Regions from separate parts of the Pan troglodytes genome. Here region 2 is linked to region 1. Evidence: chromatin contacts called from public HiChIP or PLAC-seq data. All regions are on one chromosome and are shown on one strand. Each heading gives the region's core, a stretch centred on a gene start, on an enhancer-like site or on the middle of the called end of the contact. The rest is flanking DNA. Distances are from core to core; before and after follow the strand shown. Region 1 holds the start of FOXL2 (forkhead box L2). Region 2 holds the start of MRPS22 (mitochondrial ribosomal protein S22).

Region 1 (6,783 bases), core at 1,411-3,910:
AAAGCAGGGAGGACGAGCCGTCCCAGCAGCGTGGGCCAGGCAGGCAGTGATCTCCCTGCCTCCAGGACTTGCATCGAAAGATCCGGGGACATTTGTTTTTGATTTTTTTCTTCAGATAGGGAGAGGGTGAAACTTCCCCAATTGGTAGACGAAACCATCTTTTATTGGATATATTCTCCCAACTCTGAACACAGCTTTTTGAAGGCCCAACAAAAACTCTAACGCAAATCTTCCAGAAGAGAAGATGAGGAATACTAAAGCTTTTGATTTTCATATTTGGATTTAGCAAACTCCAAGGCCACAATACTTCCCCGGTTGCCCGGTGAATTTTTTTTCCTTTTTTTTTTTTTTTTTAAATACTCTCTTAAAAAGTTCCACCGATCTTTCAAACAAAACATTAGCCAGCAGCCGGGGCCCGGAGGTGCCCGAAGCGACGGGACTGATAGCGGAGGAAACGCAGCCTCCCTCCGCGCCGGCCCGCGGTGTAAACCGAGTACAGGCCGTGGAGCCAGGCTGCCCCGGCTCCCGCTGGATCCCAACCCCCGCCCCGCCTAGTGGGCCCCGCGGCAAGCGGCTTCTGAACAGCTTCAAGAGGGTTCGCGGAGCAAACACACGTATTGGTCCGTCCCTTTCTCGGGCAGCGCGGTCCCGCCATCAGTCCTGTCCGGCGCGTCTAGCCATGGACTGCACGGCAGTCGGGCGGGGAACGCGGAGAGCGAGCGCACCGACCTGTGAGAGAAGGCCAAGAGGTCTGCGCTGCCGACGCCCGGTCGCACCTCGGCCCCGGGCCCTTTCCGCGGTGAATCTGGGCAGGAGACGCTGGGGCTCCGGAAAGAGACGAGCCCAGTAGAAAGCGCGCAGAGAGGCAGCTTCAGGCCAGGGGAGTGCAAGGTCACAGAGGTCAGGGAGGTGAGCACTGGAGGACATAAACTGAGGGGACAAAGAGGAGCGACAGGAGCTTAGGAAAGCGAAAAAGCACAGAGGGACCCTGGGCGCTGGCTCCAGAGGCGGGCCCAGAGGGTGTGAGGTCAGGCTGGCGGCGGCGTCGTCGGCTGCGACCGGGGCCGGCGTCGCGCGTCCCTGCATCCTCGCATCCGTCTGCACCGGCATGCGGTGGGCTCTCAGAGATCGAGGCGCGAATGCAGCGCGCCGGTCTTGCTGTCGTGGTCCCAGTAAGAGCAATGCATCATGGCGAGCTCGGGCTGCCGGGCACAAGCGAACTGCAGGCCCGGCGCACTGGTGGGCGCGGGCGCCGGGGGCGCGGCGGTGGCTGGGCTGGCAGGGCTGAGCTGGCCCGGCGGCGGCGCGGCGGCCCCGTGGTGCGGTGGGGCAGGCGGCGGTGCGGCGGCCGCGTGCAGATGGTGTGCGTGCGGATGCGGGTGGGGGTGCGGCGGAGGCGGGGGTGCGGCCGGCGGGCCTCCCAGGCCGTTGTACGAGTTCACTACGCCGGGGGGCAGCGCCATGCTCTGCACGCGTGTGTACGGCCCGTACGAGGCGGCCGGGCCCGCCAGCCCCTTGACCACAGCGGCCGCGCCAGGGCTACCGGGGCCCGCGGCTGCAGCCGCAGCTGCTGCAGCCGCTGCGGCCGCCGCCATCTGGCAGGAGGCATAGGGCATGGGTGAGGGAGGCTGCGGTAGCGGCCACGAGTTGTTGAGGAAGCCAGACTGCAGGTACTTGGGGGGCGCCAGGTAGCCGTAGCCGTCGGCCGCGGCGCCCGCCACGCCGCACCCGCCTGCGGCGCCTCCGGCCCCGAAGAGCCCCTTGCCGGGCTGGAAGTGCGCGGGCGGCGGCCGGAAGGGCCTCTTCATGCGGCGGCGGCGCCGGTAGTTGCCCTTCTCGAACATGTCTTCGCAGGCCGGGTCCAGCGTCCAGTAGTTGCCCTTGCGCTCGCCGCCGCCCTCGCGCGGCACCTTGATGAAGCACTCGTTGAGGCTGAGGTTGTGGCGGATGCTATTTTGCCAGCCCTTCTTATTCTTCTCGTAGAACGGGAACTTGGCGATGATGTACTGGTAGATGCCGGACAGCGTGAGCCTCTTCTCCGCGCTCTCGCGGATCGCCATGGCGATGAGCGCCACGTACGAGTACGGGGGCTTCTGCGCCGGGTCCGGCTTCTCCGGGGCTGTCCCGCCGCCACCCCCACCGCCCTTGCCTGGGCTCGGCGGCGGCCCTTCTGGCTCCTTGACTGTGCGACCGGTCTCTGGGGCCAGCAGGGCCCCTGCCGCGTCCTCGGGCTCGGGGTAGCTGGCCATCATGACAAAGCCGGCGCGCCGCGGCCGGGCCGCCTCTGCTCTCCGCTCCAGGCGCTGGCGCGGCAAAGAGTTGGGGCGCACGAGTCCGCTTACGGCCGAGTCTCAAACTTCTGGAGACTGCGGATGCCGCCCGCGCTTGCTTGCTGGAGGCCTGTCGCTGCTCTCCCCTCTCCTTCTCCTAGGGAGCGGCCGGCGGGAGTGGAGCTCAGCCTCTGGCCATGGGGAGTCCGCCCAACAGAGAGGGGCTCCGGCCTCGCCGCCCCTCCCCGCTCAGGCCAGTCCCCGCCTTGGTGGGTTTTCTTTTCTGCGCTCTTCCCCTCCCCCCGCCCCCCGGTTTCCCGAAGCACGACCCGCGTCTCTGGCGGAGCTGCCTCCTGGAGTCCCTAGTGCGCCAGGAGCCTCGCTCTGTTCTGATTCGTATGGGCTCCACCGAGTTCCGCTTGCGTCAGGCGCCTTCGCCCCTATAGCGGGGCGGCCAGCCGCGCACGGGCGAGTTCATCTCCAAGTCACTTTTTGTAAACGCCCCGCACAGCCTGGACCGGCCTGCCCCCGCCCAGCGAGCCTCGGGGGCCCAGCCGACAGCCAGGTTCACGCGCCCTTGAAATCTGCCGGTACTCGCTCTGCGGGCTGGGCTGGGAGATGACGAGGACCCCGGTGGGGTCTGCCCGCACCCGGCCAAAGCCCAGGAAGCTCGGGCCCCAGCGAGGAAAGGCGCTCCAAGCCTCCTCGCGGCTTTCAGGTGAAAGAAAACGACTCCTTTGCTCTGCCGTTTGCTGCCGTCTTGAGGCTGAACTTCTAGCTCGGGGCTGGGGAGGGGCGAGACGGCGAAGGGGCCGGACGGGGTAGGGTGGGGAGAGCTGCTCTGAGGCTTTGGGAAAGTCAGCCCAGAAACGGGTGTGACTGTACGAAGAAGCCTCGGCCTGGCCTGTCCCTCGCGCTCTCAGAGTGACTGGGCTGGAATGGGGCTGGGGAGAGGATCTCTGGAAATAGTCGTCAGGGGCGCCGCCTGAATCACCTCTGCCTCTCCCTGCGTTGCCAGTGGATCTAGGAACCAGGCTCCTCCTTGGAATCCGTGTACTAATCCTACGGGGTTGGAGTGAAAGTTGGATGTGTGCTTTAACAACACCAAGTAGATGCCCCTCAGCTATTGCACTAACACAGGCGGGGCTGTTGCCCGGGACTTTGCGGGACTGTGTATGTGTGTGCGCAGGGGTCACATATGGAAGTCATGGAGAGGAGCTGTCCTTGAGATGGGTGAGATACCAGGTGCATGTGTGCTGCTCAGAAACACAGGTATGCACATGTACAAGGTGTGAGATTTGTATTTACGAGGTAAAACACACTTATACTGATAGTTATGTAATATGTTCATCAAGTATTAGAGTAAATGTAGCTGGTGGATATAGCATCTTCTCTTTTTCTCCTTTCTTACTTCTTTCCTTCCCCCCTTTCTTCCTTTCTTTCACAATTCTTCGATGCCTCTTTCCCTCCCAGTGTATGTATTTTGCCACAGACTGGGAAGACAAACATCAGGCTGAGGGAGGGACTTGTTCAGATCTCTCTCCTGATGAGACATTTGTTCTGATCTTTCTCCAAAGAATCAGGAGTTAGTTGTCACCTACCTTGAGCAGAATTCTGATGGGAATCCAATTATTTCAGCATGTACAGAGATTGTTTCAGGGAAAATCAGGTGTGCCTTTTAACAGTGTGCTCCTTAACAGTGCCTTTTAACTTGGCCTAAACAAAAAGTCTGCAGTCATAAAGTATGAGAGAGATGGCCAGTGTTTTGAATCCTCAAGCCCCAAACTCCTTGGTGCTGAGGAGGGGGGCAAGGCCGCCTTATGGAGGAACGTGGACTGAATGGATGTCATATAGCTGTGCGTTAGTGATTGGCATGTCTGGAGTGGCTGACTCAATGCCTGTCACTGCCTCTTCCTCCCAGGCTGTTTAGACTCTGAGGGTTCTCCTGAAGCCCAAGGAGCCTTCAGTGGCCTGTGGTTCCAGCATCCACAGGCCATCTACAAGTGTTGTCTGCTGCTCACTCAGGCCTCTGATCTGCATTCTGAGATGAAAGGGAGGGAGGACAAGGGTGGTAGGGCTCTTTGGAATTCAGCATCTTGAAGATGACACCAGAGAGGTCAGCAGGGCAGCCCTTGCCTGGTCACAAGGATGAGAGGGAGCAAGGCTATCCCCAAAGTAGCTTGGTTTTTTTATGGGCAGTCTCCCACTGCACCCAACAGACATGGGGGAAGCAGCACTTCCGCAGAATCCCTGCTGCTGCTTTCTGAGCAGGAGTGCAGATGTTTTTCTTCTTCCTTACCCCCATCCTTGCCCAGGCTTTGGGTGGGAGTGGTGAGTCCGGTTTGGGGCTGCTGCAGATTGGCCTCAGTGCCTATCCTCCCCCAGCCAGGGCCTGGGCAGGGGGAAAAACAGCTGGGTCTGGCCCCATCCTAGTGGGGGCTCCTCTCTCCTTTTCTCTCCTTTTTTTTTTCTTGACCACCCAGGCTGGCTCTCTGCGTCTCTCTGTCTTTCTTTCTTCTTCTCACAGGCATTTCCGCTGCTCAGCCCTGCAGCAGCCAGGTGTAACAGCATTGTTGTGTGTGTCATCACTTCCCTGAATTCCACACTCGGCTCCCTTTTCAGCCTTTAAAGAGCCTGTGTGTGTGTGCGTGTGCGTGTGTGTGTGTGTGTAGGGGTTGGGGGCAAATGAAGGAGTTCCTCTGAAGGATTTTCAGAATAGAAAGGAGTTCTGCTCTGAAAATACTGATTTCTGACTGTCCCGTAGAGGAACAGAATCCCCAGCCCTGGTGAAGAAGAGGATGCCTGATGCGTGCACCCTGGGAAGGGCTGGAATCGGTCTCCCCAAGATGTGCCTTCACATGGCTGTCCGGCATTCGAAGGCTCAGAAAACAGGCAAGAAAATGCGGGCGGGAAACCTGGCAGAATGATTACTTTCAGGTCCCCTCCAGGCTTCTGCGGAAAAGCCAGGGGCTTCGGGCTGGAGATAGAGGAACCTAGGGTGAGAATAGAATCCTCTCCTTGCCGGCCCAGCCAGAGGTGGGTGAACCGGGCGCTCCAGGAAACGGTGCGGGGCGCCTTGATTTACTTCTCAACCTTCGGAGGCAGGCTGCTTGCTGGCGAGGTCGGGATCCTCTCTGAACAGGGCATACTGTGCCTAGGTTTTGTGGACGCCAGGGCCGGTTCCTTTTCTCCCCGCGGCATTGGGGCGACGCAGGGCCCCCGGCTTAGTGACCTTGGGGCGGCGCTCACCTCCAAAGGCCAGGGTGGTGGGCTGGGCAGAACTCACTGCCTCTTTGCCCCAGTTTTCCAGGGTCCCGCAGCTGCAATTCAGCAGCCACCGGCGCCTCCTGACCGTGGTCCCACCGTAGCGCCGCCTGCGGATACGGTTCCAGTGAACCGCCGATTGAGCGCAGTCTCAGCTCCCGCGCCTCCTCGCAGCCTGGCCCCGCGCCTCGGAGGTCCCGACAGCCGGCGCGAGCAATCTACATGGCTCTGATAGAGACGCTTTTCTCCCCAGGGCCGGGAATCCTGCAACAGCGGCAGAAGCGGCCCGCGCCTCGGGCTTCCGGCGGCCCAGCTCTACTAGGGGAGCGTCGCGGCTGCTCTGAGGCAGGCAGCGCTTCGCTAGAACCGCTCAGCTCGTCCCGCGCCGCCGCCGGCTGCCTGAACCAGGTTCCGCTGTCCCCTTTCGTAGCGGGACCCCGAAACACCCGCCGGCTTCCCGCTCCTGAGCCGGAGAGAATAGAGCTTGCTGCAACCCTCTGCTTGGAGGGATGGCCTCTGCGGTGCTTGGCTAGCAAAGGGAAGCTTCACTGTGTCTATTAGTACATCCCCATACACTCCACGCCTCAACAACTGTCAGCACTCACTCCCTCCCGGCCCCTCACAGGGCCCTTTGCACCCACACCTCAGGGACTCGGTGTCCCTCCACTCAGGTCACGTTACTCCATCCACTTCTCTCTCCTTCTCCCTCTGTCAACTCCAAATCCCCTCTAGTTCTCCCTCCCCTCCTACTTCTCTCACACTCACCAGCTACACATACTAATTCAGATTTTGCCCATGTTGGTGGAAAACATGTCAAGCCAATGTGCAGACCCTAAGGCTTTTCACACGCTGCTCACTTTCGCATCTCACGGTGCAGAAGGACCGCTGGGCTCCAGGTTTACAAGCCTGACTCCGAGAAGCCTGTTGATTCTCTGATGTCCTTGGCCTGTGATTCGGGTGACTGGGCTGCCACCTGGGTGTTTTCATGGTGGGACTGCCGCACAGACCACAGAGAAGCTCAGGTACTGAGCACGTTCCAGATACACTTTAACATGCACAGGCCACTCACACAGGCTTTATCTCTGTCTCGAAACTCTGCTGAGCTTGCTGCTCAGACCAACAAGGTGCAGCAGCAGACACCCACATAGCACCAGGTCTGAAGCCAGTGGGTATTAGTCTGCCTGGTTGGGATTAGCAAAGTCAGTTACCCACATATGTGCTTGGGAGAGAATAGGGGAGTGGAGAGAGA
Region 2 (6,783 bases), core at 2,322-4,821, 400 kb after region 1:
ACACAAAGGGGAATTTCGGCCATGGAATTTGTGTCTCTGTAGGAACATGTAAGAGGTTTGGACTTTGAATAGGGGGCAGAAGAATAAAAACTCTGGGTGAAGTCAAAAGTGGGGTGGATGTGGACCTTTTGGGAGGCCTCAAGGATAGGGAATTGAAGACTTACAGAAGTCACATGCGTGTGGTTGCTGGAGACCGCAGGGGTTCTTGCATTGTCCAGACTGTCGCCTTTCTTCCTTAGGCTCTGTTCTTCCTCTCTCCATTCCTCTCCCTGACTTTTATCCCCTAACCCCATCTTGACTTCTAAAAACTTAGGATAAAATATATCTTTTTAAAAAACAGAAGTCCAGACCCTGTTAAATCACTGAGAGTGGGATAAGGCACTCCCCACTGAGGCATCACTATACTTTTGTTTTACAAATAATAGAAAACCATGCTTGCTCCACAGAGCTGGTGAAGATATGACCTAATGAATCCTAACAGTAGCTGCAGCCAGATAGCCTTGGGACTGTCAGTCAGAGGGCCAACCCTCCCCAACCCCCAGTGGTGAACAGAACCCCACCCAGGCCAATCAGCCTCTCTCACCAGGAACTTAGATTAGACGGAAGGCAGGGAGTTGGAACCAAGCCATTAGGACCGCAACCTCCTGGAGAGATCTCTTGAGTTCCTGCCTCTGGGGTTCTTGGAGCTGCCATCTTTCAAGTCCTTCCTGAGGCTTGGCTGTTGAGCTTTTTCTTGAATTCTGTGAGATATTCAGTATCCTTCCAATTACTCCCATTTCAGTTTTACTCAGGAAAGATTTGTTTCTTGCAACCAGAGTACTTCTGAATACTATCCTCAGAAAGTAACTGACTTGGGTGCCATGGCTCATGCCTGCAATTCCAGCACTTTGGTAGGCTGAGGCGGGCAGATCACTTGAGCCCAGGAGTTCAAGACCAGCCTGGACAACACAAAAATTAGCTGGGCATGGTGGTGTGCACCTGTAGTCCTAGCTACTTGGGAGGCTAAGGTGGGAGGATTGCTTGAGCCCAGGAGGCAGAGTTTGCAGTGAGCTGAGATCAGGCTACTGCACTTCAGCCATGGTGACAAAGTAAGAAAGACCCTGTCTCAAAAGAAAAAAAAAAGGAAAAGAATAAAAGAAAGTAATTGACTTGCCACCACACAACCTTCTCACAACATCTTTATGAAACACCAGACATCAGATCCTGAAAGTACTTTATTCTCAAAGTCTGCAAGATAAGTATTGTCATTATGCCCATTTTGCAGGTGAGGTACTGGGGCTCTGAAAGATGTGGGCATCTGCCTGAGGTTATAGCTTAAACCAGGAATCTTCGTTACTCCATATCAGTAAAACTCACTGTACCCCAAGTAAAAGAGGTCACTGAAAGGAAAGTGGGAAGCTCTCTGGCCAAGACACCACCTTTCTCCATCTCTCTCCATACATATTCTCCCATCTCTGCTTCTGAGGATCTGCTCCATTTTCCTGCCTCTCTCTGCAGAGTGGCTTTTCCCTGCTCACTCATCAGTGAGCACATTGCTGAAAAAGGCTGCTTCAGCCCAAACCCTAAATACTTAGTTATTCACTTCAAGCTTCCACCGTCGACTATTCTATGTCTCATAGTTTGAATTATTGAGAAAAAATCTGCTTGGTGCCTGGTCATCTGGGGTAGGCTGAAGAATGCCCCCATACTTCCTCCCAAGTATAACTGCACTCTAATCCATGGAACTTGTGGATGTTACCTTATATGGAAACATGGTCTTTGCAGATGTGATTAAGTTAAAGATTTTAAAATGGGGATTATGTTGGATTATCAGGGTGGGTCAGTGATTATGCAATCACATACATCCTTATAAGAAGAAAACAGAGGAAGATTTGGCACAAATAGAAGAAGAGAAGCTGATGTGAAGATGGAGGCAGAGATTGAAATGATGCAGCCACAAGCAAAGGAATGTTTACAGTCATCAGAAACTGGAAGAGACAAGGGGCAGATTCTTCTCCAGAGATAGACTCTAAGGGGAGCAGAGCTCCCTTGATTTCAGCTCAGTAATATTGATTTCAGATTTCTCATGCGGAATTGTGAAAGAATACATTTTTGTTATTTTAAACCATAATATTTGTGGTAGTTTGTTATAGCAGCCACAGGAAACTAATGCTAATACAGCAGCCAATGGATTCATTCATCCTGCACTAAGTGTCCAATCAGCTGTGTCCAGGAGGATGTTTACAGGAAAAACATAGCCACTGAGGCCTGCTCTCTCAGCTATGGGAAGAAAGTAGAGGGTTCATTTTCAGAGAAAAGGCATGGGCTGGGAGACACCTGCATTCGTCCTGCCACTAGTCTCTGACACCTGCTATCATGTAGGTGTAAGCATTGGGAAGTGCAGGGCAGCAGACTTGCCTAAATAGGCACCAAGCCTAGTGCTCTCCCTTCCCCTCCCAAATAGGGAATGAGTTCATAAACAGCACTGTTAATATTAATGCTAAGTTGGGGGAAAATAGGTGAGGCTGGAAGGTGAGTCTATTCATCCAGCTAAGTCAAACAAGAGTTTACTAACAGCCTGTTTTGCCAGGCCTTGGGATAAGTGCTTAGCACAGGCACCAATCTATAGTCTAGAGAAGGATAAGACCTGCACATCCTGGATAGTTGGAAAAAATGTAAAGAATCATTTAATCATTCATTCATTTATTCAACAAAAGTTTGCTGTGCACGTAGATGTACTAGGCTAGGTGATATTGCAATAAAATATGTAGAGTCACTGTCTTCATGGGGTGAGAAACAGAAATAAGCAGATAAAGAGCAAAATAACAGATTATAAAATGGGCTATAAAGGAAAGGAATAAGTGTTGAGACAGAGAATCAGGTGTATGAATTGGCAGTGGCAGTGGTGGTGGTGGTAATCAGGGCTTGGAGTCAGGAGTTAGATTTAGGGTGCATGTGAGCAGTATGGATGGAGAAATTTAAGAAGTAGTTGGATTTAAACCTGAGGATGGGGGAGAAGGTTTGGGCAGGAAGTGGAATACATAAATTATGTATTTATTTGAGACAGAGTCTCACTCTGTCACCCAGGCTAGAGTGTTTGTTTGTTTGTTTATTTGAGATGGAGTCTTGCTTTGTTGCTCAGGCTGGAGTGCAATGGCACGATCTTGGCTCAATGCAACCTTTGCCTCCTGGGTTCAAGCGATTCTCCTGGTACAGGCGCCCGCCACCATGCTTGGCTAATTTTTATATTTTTAGTAGAGACGGGGGTTTCACCATGTTGGCCAGGCTGATCTCGAACTCCTGACCCCAGGTGATCCGCCCGCCTTGGCCTCCCAAACTGCTGGGATTACAGGCGCCTGGCCGGAAATTTGTTATTTAGAACGATGGAAACGGGTAGGAAAAAGAGCATATAGGGAAAAAGGTGTAAGTTTTAACTTTATGCATAGGGAAGGACATAAACACCGTCTACTTGTGAATAAGTAGTTTAGAAGAAACAATCTATGAGGGCCCGGAAGACTTCCGGCCCTTTCCGTCTTTAACTAGACTACATTTCCCAGAGTGCTGCAAGAACTGGGCGTGACTCGGAAATCCCTCCCAACCACTTCCGGCGCAAGTGGCCTCTGAATCATGGCGCCCCTCAGAACAACTGTATTGCTGTGGAGCCTCTTGAGGAGTTCTCCGGGCGTGGAACGGGTCCGTTTCCGGGCTCGAATCCAGCCCTGGCACAGTGGCCTGCTCCAACCGCTACCTTGCTCTTTCGAGATGGGGCTGCCACGCCGCCGGTTCAGCTCCGAGGCCGGTAAGTGACCTTCCGGACTTTCGCTGGGGCGTTCTTCTGGGAGACGTAGATCCTGTTTCTGGCAGGCGAAAACCACGCGATAGCCCCCGCGACACGTATCCTAGCGCTTCCTCAGATTCAGCTGTCTTCCTTCTGTACCTGTAGAGTTTGTCATCACCTGCATATCTGTTCATTCGTTCACTCACTCAGCTACAGTGCCTGAGTTCCGCTCCTTGCAGAGCACTGTGCTAAGCTCTGTAGGATATAGCAAACTAAGACTGACACAGAAATTTCCCTGTGGGAACTCATGTCCATGGGGAATTGGCAGTGCAGTGTGACCTGGGTTGTTATAGGGGACGCACACGGGAGAGGCACTCAAACTGGATTGGAAGGTCAGGGAAGGGTTCCTGGCAAATATGACTAAAGCTGAGATCTGGTTAGCCATGCTAAGGAGAAAGCAAGAAGCTTCTCAAGCATAGGGACAGTAGCAGATGTCCAGAAATGAGACTGAGCACAGATATTTGGGAACCCATTTTGGAGATAGGATTGATAAGGCTTGATTAAGGCTTTGGGTATGAGTTTAAAGGGACAAATTAAGATTGTTTCTTAAGTTTCTGACTGGAATAGAGGGTTGACCCATTTACACCAAGATGAAGAAGATTAATTAATTGTTGGAACCGTTATTTTGGGGGCGGGGGTAGTGCAGGAGTAGATGAGATCAGGAGATGGGAAAGGAGGCGGAATTAAACCTATTTGGGACACATTAAATTTGAGGTGACTGCAAGAGTCAACTGTTCAGTATGCAGTTAAATATAAAGTGAGGAACATCGGAGTAAAAATGGTAACTAAAGGTGAGTGAATGGGTGAGACTGAGGAGAGAGTAGTGCTGAGCACTTGCTGTGTGCTGGATACCCTGAGGAACCCTGGGTGCCAGAGATGAATATAAGACAAGGTCTGGTCTTCATAGAGCACATCACTTAGTGACAGACATAGTGTAAGTAAGCAGACCACCTTAACTTTTTTTCTAAATGAGGTTGGAAGCCATTCGTGAATTTTAAGCTTGGGAGTAATCTTGATTACATTTTAAAGAGATTACTCTGGTTGCTCGGTGGAGAATGATCTGTAGTGGGGCCAGAATGGAGAAAGGGAGGCTGATGCAAGAGATGAGGATAGCCTTGACTAGAGTAGTGGCAGTGGGAAATGGAGGATTAAAATGAGATTTATGAAGGCAAACAATCAGTATGTTCTCTGCCAGTGGTGTTTTTTTTTTTTTTTCTTTTTTTTTTTTGGTAAAATTGGGATAATCTTCGTGTTTACCTCATGGGTTGTTGTGAGTATTAAATAGGCTGAATGTGTAAAGTACTTAGCTCAGTCAGTATTGGCATGTAGTAAATAGCTAATAAATGGTAGCTCTTATAATTACTGTTATTATTACTACAGCTATTTGATTACTGTTGTTGTTATTACTACTGCTATTGGCTAGATCTGGAGGATCAGGGAGAATTTAGGAATGGCTGTAAGATTTCTGGCCTGTATGGCCTACTGGATGATGCTGAGATAGGGAACAGAAAATGCAGGTTTGAGACAAGGGAAGGTGGATGGGTTCTGACTTGGCAGTATTCAAGTACATGAGAGAGGTTGAGTAATTGGATGAAAGGTGATCTTGGCAGGAGATTCAGATTTTAGAGTTTCTGGCATATAAAGGTAATTGAAGTCATGGCAGGATAGGAGAAATCATCGAGTAAGAATCTGAGAAGGGAGAAAAGGACATCGTTCAGAATCTGTAGGGATACCAACATTTATAGGAGAAGAAGAGGTGACTAGGAACAAATGGCTTTTTCTTTCTTTTTTGCTAATGGAAATGGAAGTAGAAGTTAGGCAAAGCAATAAGCAAACTGCATCAGGCTGAGCTAAGATTTGATTCTCTGCTTATGTCAAAGGCTCTTCCATGATAACACACGGCCTCTTCAGTATCATGTCCAGTGAACCAAGCCTCTTTCCTAGCTGCAATCTCTTAGCCTAGACTTTCCCTCCCTTTTTTCTCTGCTGTGATGAGGCTCTTGGGACGCTTTCTTTGACCCTGTCATGCCCATCCCTAGTCCAGGCTATGCTTAGTTTCTTCCTCTGCAATCACCCAAGCCCCGTACCTCTCCTGTATACCATACCTCTCACATTATGTCTCCCCACACCTCCCACTTATACCGAGGAGCGCTATGATAAATTGGAAACCATCTAGGATCCAGAACCAGACAAACCTTGGTTTAAATTTTGACTCTATCACTTAATAGCTAGTTGTCTTTGGATAGGCTTCAGCATCCTCATTTATAAAATTGGGTTTATCAGTACCTATTTTGTGAGTGGTTATAAGCATTCCTGAAAATGTGTGTTATACCTGCCATGTAGGAGACAACTCTGTAAGTGGCAGCAACCATTACAGTTATTACATTAATTACTTTATTACTGTTACTTCCTCTAGTAGTCTGTCCTTTTGGCAGAGACCGAGCCTATCTCCTCATCATAATGAATGCTCAGTAAATCTTAAATGAAGAAATGAATGAATGCATCTCATAGGTATTAGCATTTTGCAGTGCCAAGGTAGACATTGTGCTAATGCTTTTTATTGTTAACTGACTTTTCTATATAGAGGTCTTGTTAGCTTGTCATTTTTGTCAGCTTCTTATTTACTAAAGTCCATTTTAGCAGAATCTGGTAGCCCAGAGACCAAGAAACCTACATTTATGGATGAGGAAGTTCAAAGCATACTCACGAAAATGACAGGCTTGAACTTGCAGAAGACTTTTAAGCCAGCTATACAAGAACTGAAGCCACCAACCTATAAGCTAATGACTCAGGCACAGTTGGAAGAGGTACGTGAATGCAGGAATATTGTTAGAATACCTTTCTTTAAGGGTTTAAACACATTTCTAGAGGCCCCTCCAGATGCTTATAGCTATTCTTCCATAGGCACTAGTGAAAGGTAATACCAGGCATAGAACTGAGAAAAGAAATGTGAGTAGGCTGCCAGA

Evidence for each region. HiChIP or PLAC-seq counts read pairs in DNA pulled down with a chosen protein or histone mark.
Region 2: a contact with region 1 is called in an H3K4me3 HiChIP or PLAC-seq map of stem cell-derived excitatory neurons, with 4 times the contacts expected there. The contact joins the promoter of MRPS22 here to the promoter of FOXL2 in region 1. A contact is called at or near these places in 2 of 7 Hi-C or Micro-C datasets (blood and stem cell-derived neural progenitor cells), 1 of 1 datasets of contacts at active chromatin or transcription factors (stem cell-derived excitatory neurons) and 1 of 1 other capture datasets (stem cell-derived neural stem cells).

The regions. Positions count from the first base shown.
Region 1 is chr2:142,156,264-142,163,046 of NHGRI_mPanTro3-v2.0_pri, forward strand. It overlaps FOXL2 (forkhead box L2), which reads right to left and starts at 2,661. Exons shown (of 1, transcript XM_526323.7): 1 at 1-2,661. The coding sequence starts at 2,252. The coding sequence ends at 1,122. It overlaps FOXL2NB (FOXL2 neighbor), which reads left to right and starts at 2,792. Exons shown (of 3, transcript XM_001157420.7): 1 at 2,792-2,988; 2 at 5,043-5,162; 3 at 5,788-6,783. The coding sequence starts at 2,889. The coding sequence ends at 6,095.
Region 2 is chr2:142,552,947-142,559,729 of NHGRI_mPanTro3-v2.0_pri, forward strand. MRPS22 (mitochondrial ribosomal protein S22) reads left to right here and starts at 3,572. Exons shown (of 8, transcript XM_016942051.4): 1 at 3,572-3,778; 2 at 6,458-6,624. The coding sequence starts at 3,607.